2 separate regions of the Rattus norvegicus genome follow, and region 2 is linked to region 1. Evidence: chromatin contacts called from public Hi-C data. All regions are on one chromosome and are shown on one strand. The core of a region is the stretch at or near the end of the contact, and the rest is flanking DNA. Distances in the headings are between cores, read along the strand shown.

Region 1 (3,111 bases), core at 131-2,630:
GTTTGACTGATGATTCAGAAGGGTGTCTATATAAACTGCACTAAAATGATATAACTTCTTGTGAAGGTGAGAAACATATTTTAAGGGGTTAGAACAATGCCAGGTCTGTGTTTCCTTGCATTTATTCAGAGTTCATCCCAAACAGCAAAGGTTAGGTGTTTTATAGCTTCAGACTAGTACTACATAAAGTATTTCAAATGTATAGCTCAATTTTCAAAATCTTTCCTAAAGATTAATGTGGCTGAAGAGGCAAACAGATTAACAAGTTAAAACGATTAAAGTGAAATAAAGTGCAGACAACTACTTGAATTCAATGCTATTTTTCTTCTTGAGCCAGGACTCTGAACATGCACTTTAAAGCCCATAAATTTAGAATTTTTTTAAACAAAAAATCCAGAACATTGTGTACGATGTTTATCACTGTAGTTCTGATTACTTACGTAAAATGAACTGGAATGAAAGTCTCAGTAATGTTAAAATCAATACAACAGCGCCACCCAGTGAATATACTGGTTTATACAACTACCTCGCCAGAATTTTCCTTGTTAAATTGTACTGTATTTTCAGTATAGTCGTGTTCCAATTATTTATATGAAATTATGTCCTATAACATTAGCTCAAGAATATAACAATTAAACATCTTGCCTATTTATTCAAAATCAAGTAGTAAAGATATTCAAAGGATATTATAACATTCGTGAATAGAAAGTTCTTTATATTCTTTGTTACGTGTAATGTCAGCAAGCCACAAAGTGAGATGAACTAGTGATTCCTCTCATGAGATGTTTGGAAAGTGTAGAATCATGTTCCTGTACGTTTGTGCTTTTGGATTTATTACCCCCTATACTGACTCCTCAAAATGAGTAAATTTAAGATTTAAATTTAACAATGTCTATCCATCCATTCGCGTCCGCGCCCCAAAGCTTTCAGGAACCTTAGGTGAAATGATGTGTACAAATATCCAATGGGGTCAGAATTTGACCCCATCAAAGCTTATCAAATAGTGACATTGTTACTATTACTCCTGGATTCTCTATAATGCCTTTGATTAATCTGAGAATCACACATCCTCTATCCCCTGTTACTCTCTGAGCCAAATAGAAGGCGGCTTGAAACTGTCTGTCTTTTCGCTAACTGGGATGCTGAAGGCAAAGTTCCAAAGTCTGGGACAACAGAGTAAACGCCCACCGGAACTCCTCTCTTTAACTGCTGCGCTTCCTGGACAGGCGGAGTCGGGCTTTCGACTAGAAGCAACTCCCTGTACAATGGTTCCGCTGACCTGGAGCCCGCCATACTCCGCCACTCGTCAAGCCACACCCACCGTAGGTCTTTTGAGCTTTCCAGGCATCCGTCGCAAAGGAAGCGCGCTGTGCGGAAAGGGGCGGGCCTCGCATAGAAAGGCGGCTGGTTTGAAAAGTGACAACGGCCGGTGGATTTTAGGAGTTTGCTCGGTTTGTAACTGCTCTTTGGTGAGCTACTGGGACTGCAGGTGAGTGCGAGCGAGCGAGCGAGCGCAGGAGGACCGGGTGCAAGCCAAGGGCTCGCTAACTTAAAAACTTGTGTGTTGATTTGAGACGGGGGTCTCATCTATTCCGGATTGGTCTCGAACCTTCTGTGTTCCTGAGGCTAGTCTTGAATTCCTAATCCTACTGCTTCCATCTCCCAAGTGTTGAAATTACAGGCGTGAGTCACAAGAGTGCTGTCTGTGGGACTTGTTTGGATAAATGCTTGGCGATTTTTTTTATGTATCTCCATTGCGTCACCATCTCTTGATTAAACCAAGAACCGTTTATCAAAGGGAAGAAAGATGGGTGGGTGGCACCTGAGAAACAAAACCGGAGACTGCCTTTGGTTTCTACATGTACCTGCCTACCCGCAAACATAGACTAATACAAAGGAAGATATTGACAAAATAATATTTCAGGAGTAGTAACGTCAGTAGGACAGTTTGATATTGTGAAATATACATTTTGCCATTGTCCAATTCTTTGGCTACAGATCCGGAAATCCTTGGAATCCTTACGGTGATAAGTGAACTTTTGTATGTTTCTGGTTAGCTGTTGCTTGGCAGCCTCTGGTTGCTTTACTAGAAAACTAGGACAGCCCTGTGGACTTGGCCATTTGGTCCCTGTTCTCTGATTCTTGAAACTCAGCATTGATGAAATTGGTCATACCTATAAGGATAAAACTTGTTTTTTAAAAAAAAAAAGGACCCCCCCCAAAAACAAAACAAAACAAAACAAAACAAAAAACCCTAAAGGGTTGATTTCGAGTAACTCTGGGATAAATACACACATTATGGTTCCTCTAGGTTGCAAGTCCCTCCTACATCCTTGGCCCTGGTTGTCTCTTCATCCGGTGTTCATCCCTCATAATATCTTCTGTAGTAAACCAGTAGTAGGCATTTCCTTATGCCTGAGCTGCTCTCGCAGATGAATTGAATCTATGGAGGGCTTGTTAGGGACAGTGAGTGTCCTGGGGAGGCTGTCAGAAGCTTGAGTAAAACAACCTGTGAGCATCCCGTCCAAGGGGAGCAGGATGAAGATTAAAGCCTCAGCCTGTGGCTGCTGACATTGACCTAAGGATGGTTTTAGAACGTAATGCTAGGACACCTAGTGGTGTCCACTACATAATTATTGCCAGCTTGATGCTTGCCAGAAACCACTCCCATTTTAGGTACAAATTAGACTGACTTTGGTTGGCATGACTAGAAGAAGGTATATCCGTCTCGTTCACAGATGATAGGGTCTCTAAAGTGTCATAAAGGAATGGTCCCAAGTATGGAAGTAATCTTGTAATAGAGAAGCTTAGAAAGGAAGTCACTACTTTTTTTTTTTTCTTCACATTGCTTTTGAAAGCAGTGCCCTGTTAAGTAGGGATTTCTTGCATTCTGTGGGACAGAAAATAGGATCAGAAGTGCGGGGGCAGCGGCGTTTCCCAGTGGTGTAGGGAAGAGTCTTCTAAGTACTAGAGCCACACTAGAGTAGAAAGAAATAGCCTTTAGAGTTCCTGGATCTTTGGCGTTTTGAAGGGTTCAAGCAGAATCGGGGCGTTATCTGACAGCCAGTGGCATTTTCCAGTTACTGGGAGGAGAGGCAAGAACTCTGCTGG
Region 2 (2,891 bases), core at 105-2,604, 620 kb before region 1:
CTTAAAATTTCAGTACTAGGATATGGAAGAGTAGGGATTAAAATCCAAGTCTCCTGGCTCTCAAATCTTGCCACACGATCCAATCCAGACAGCATTCTGGAAATGTTGAGCACAAATTAAAGCATTTGAAAGAGGAGCAGATGGAAACTGTTGTGTTTTAACAAGGTCGAAGCTCTCTGTGCTGAAGAGGAAATGGAAAAGCTAAGAAGGGACATCAATTTTTTTTTTTTTTTTTTTTTTTTTTGTGAACATCACCACCAATAGTTGAAGGAAGAGGCGAGTGGGCAAGCTTTGGCCTTCAGTATCTTAGTTGGGAAGGATCACAGCACAAGAAGAGAGAGGGCCAGATGATGACGTGGCCAGCTGTGGGCCCAGCCATACTTGGGCTACTGTGAAATAATGGGCATCTTGACAAGGTTATGCAATGTAGCCAAAAGCCAATCAATTGTTCCTGGGTCTGGGTGACATTTTCTTGTTATTGGGAAGGTAGGTTGTGTGTGTGCGTGTGTGTGTGTGTGTGGACATATGTATAAGTGTACTTGTGTATGTACATGTGTATATGTGCACATGTGCATGTACATGTGTGTGAGTGTGCATGTGTGTATGTGTGGATATATGTGTGTAAGTGTACATGTGTGTATGTATGTGTATATACATGTGTATATGTACGTGTGTGTGTGTGTGTGAGTATGTACATATGTATGTGTGACAGCAGAGCACTTCTGGGAATAATTAACATTTGAGAGAACTGGGCTATATTTAGGCAAATCTAATTGTTTCAAGGGAAAGGTTCCTACATTCTTAGCACATGTTTGTCTGCTCATAAAAGACATACTGAAGAGTAGAGCATTTGACTGCCTGAATTTGGCACGTGTCAGAACGGCATAGTAGAAGAGGGCCTGAGAGCACAAGATCCTGCCCAACTGCATTCATTGAGCAATCAGGAAATGGAATAGAAATCTTGATAACTTAGATATAGGAGATGGGAAGAAAAAACAATCAGCCTGCAATTTGTGTCTCGGGTTGCAGGGAAAACAGAGTACCCTTGAAGAGAAGACACTTGAGGTTTCATTCTCAAAGATGAGCATATTCAAATGGAGAATCAATTAAAGGCTCAGGGTACTATTACAATCAGCATTGATTAGTCAAAAGCTATTGGGGGAGGGGTTGTTGCTTTATTGTTTAGTTCTTAAGTACGAACTTGGTAGGGGACAACATTGTGTCACAATGTCCAAAAGATTGGACACATCTGTGTACCTTCTGAAATCCTCTACAATATAGTAGCTCTGGTCTTTTCACCCCCATGACTTAACCTAGCTTTAATATGCCAAGCTGTCAGAAGGACTAGTGTAAAGAAAACTTGAGGCTGATAATATGAGGGTATCAGACCCAGTCTGGTGGTACACACCTATAATTACAGCTCCTGAGAAACGGAGGCAGGAGAATCTCAATTCATAGTGAGTTTGGAGCGAGGCTGAAAGACACGAAACTCTGTCATGAGCAAACATAAAATATGAGGGTAATATTCAAAGCCCGAAACAGAATATTTTTGGCAGGGTTGCTTCCTCACATCTTCTGACTGAGTTATAGACTATTTCCTGTGAGTCAGCTGTCTCCCTGACGAGAGTGCAGGCTTGTCTAGGGTCTTGGCTGGTCTAGGTTCTTCGTGGCTTTTGTGGAAGGTTTACATCTGAGCAGCAGAGGGCAGTACAAACGCACGCTGGGATGAATTAACGTGTCAGCCTTGGTTCAGGAGCTCTGGCTTTGTAGCGATGGATGTCACCATAAATCCTCACAGAGCTCACTTCCTACCCCTACCCCTTGCCCCCCAACCCCACGGGTGTGTCTTTCTGTTGTTCTCCCACTTGGAGAGGACTAGATTACTTGGTCCCAGTGCTTCATTTTGCATAGAAGTAACTGAGGTTCAAAAAGAAGCGACCCCCTTAAGGATGTACTGGATGCTAGATCTTTTAAAAATCCCCTTTTAAAAACGAGGAATTAGCTTTTTCTTACACCTTTACTTATTTATCACGCCCCCTCTATTATCTTAGAATCTCCTTAAAGTGGGTACAGCATGAAATTCTATTAAGACAATAATAACACTTAAATGATTATGATTACATAGCGGTGTCCCACAATCAGGTCTTTACTATGATTATGCTAATTTAACCTTCCTTCCTCCCTCCCTCCCTCCCTCCCTCCCTCCCTCCCTTCCTTCCTTCCTTCCTTCTTTCCTTCCATTCTTTTTTTTTCATGTCTATGAGTACGTTGTAGCTGTTTTCAGACACACCAGAAGAGGGCATCAGATCCCATTACAGATGGTTGTGAGCCACCATGTGGTTGCTGGGAATTGAACTCAGGACCTCTGGAAGAGCAGTCAGTGCTCTTAACCACTGAGCCATCTCTCCAGCCCGTCCCCCTTTCTTTCTGTGGAGTGCCTGCGGGATGCTGAGTCAGCAGAACTTGCCCTCTCATTCTCAACATTTTCTTATTTATTTCTTCCTTTTGAAGAATTTCATTTTTAGTCCCAAGCCCCTTTCACTCCCCTTGAGAGCTTTTAATCTTGCTAATAATATTGATTTAATTTCTAGTAGCATTCCTTAATTATGAGTCTTATATACAAGATCATTTTGAATCATGTATGTAGTGACAGCCCCAGCTTTATTCAATAGCAAACTTTACAGTGGAATTTTGAGCTATTCTACACTTCTATTGCGCTCATTATTACTTTTCTCCAAATCTCTGTTTTTCTATTTGTTTGTATTGGTTATATATATATATATAATTTCTATAATTATTTATAATTATATAAATATATATAACTTCTATAATTATTTATACTTGTGACATAGCTCCAAAGAGGATAAGGGAGGGTATGAGCAGTGGGGCGT

What was found. A called contact is a pair of places that touch in the nucleus more often than the background predicts.
Region 2: a contact with region 1 is called in a Hi-C map of hepatocytes, with 4 times the contacts expected there. The contact joins the enhancer-like site here to the promoter of Nuf2 in region 1. A contact is called at or near these places in 5 of 12 Hi-C or Micro-C datasets (the A7r5 cell line, the Rat2 cell line, frontal cortex and 2 more).

What each region holds. Positions count from the first base shown.
Region 1 is chr13:84,253,867-84,256,977 of GRCr8, reverse strand. It overlaps Nuf2 (NUF2 component of NDC80 kinetochore complex), which reads left to right and starts at 1,380. Exons shown (of 14, transcript NM_001012028.1): 1 at 1,380-1,489. It also overlaps the pseudogene Timm23-ps7.
Region 2 is chr13:84,869,559-84,872,449 of GRCr8, reverse strand. No RefSeq gene overlaps it. Among named protein-coding and RNA genes, the nearest start is that of Uap1, 39 kb to the left of the region's middle. Within about 2 kb of position 1,354, at least 8 of the 93 cell types and tissues checked have an H3K27ac peak or open chromatin away from gene starts, as enhancers often do.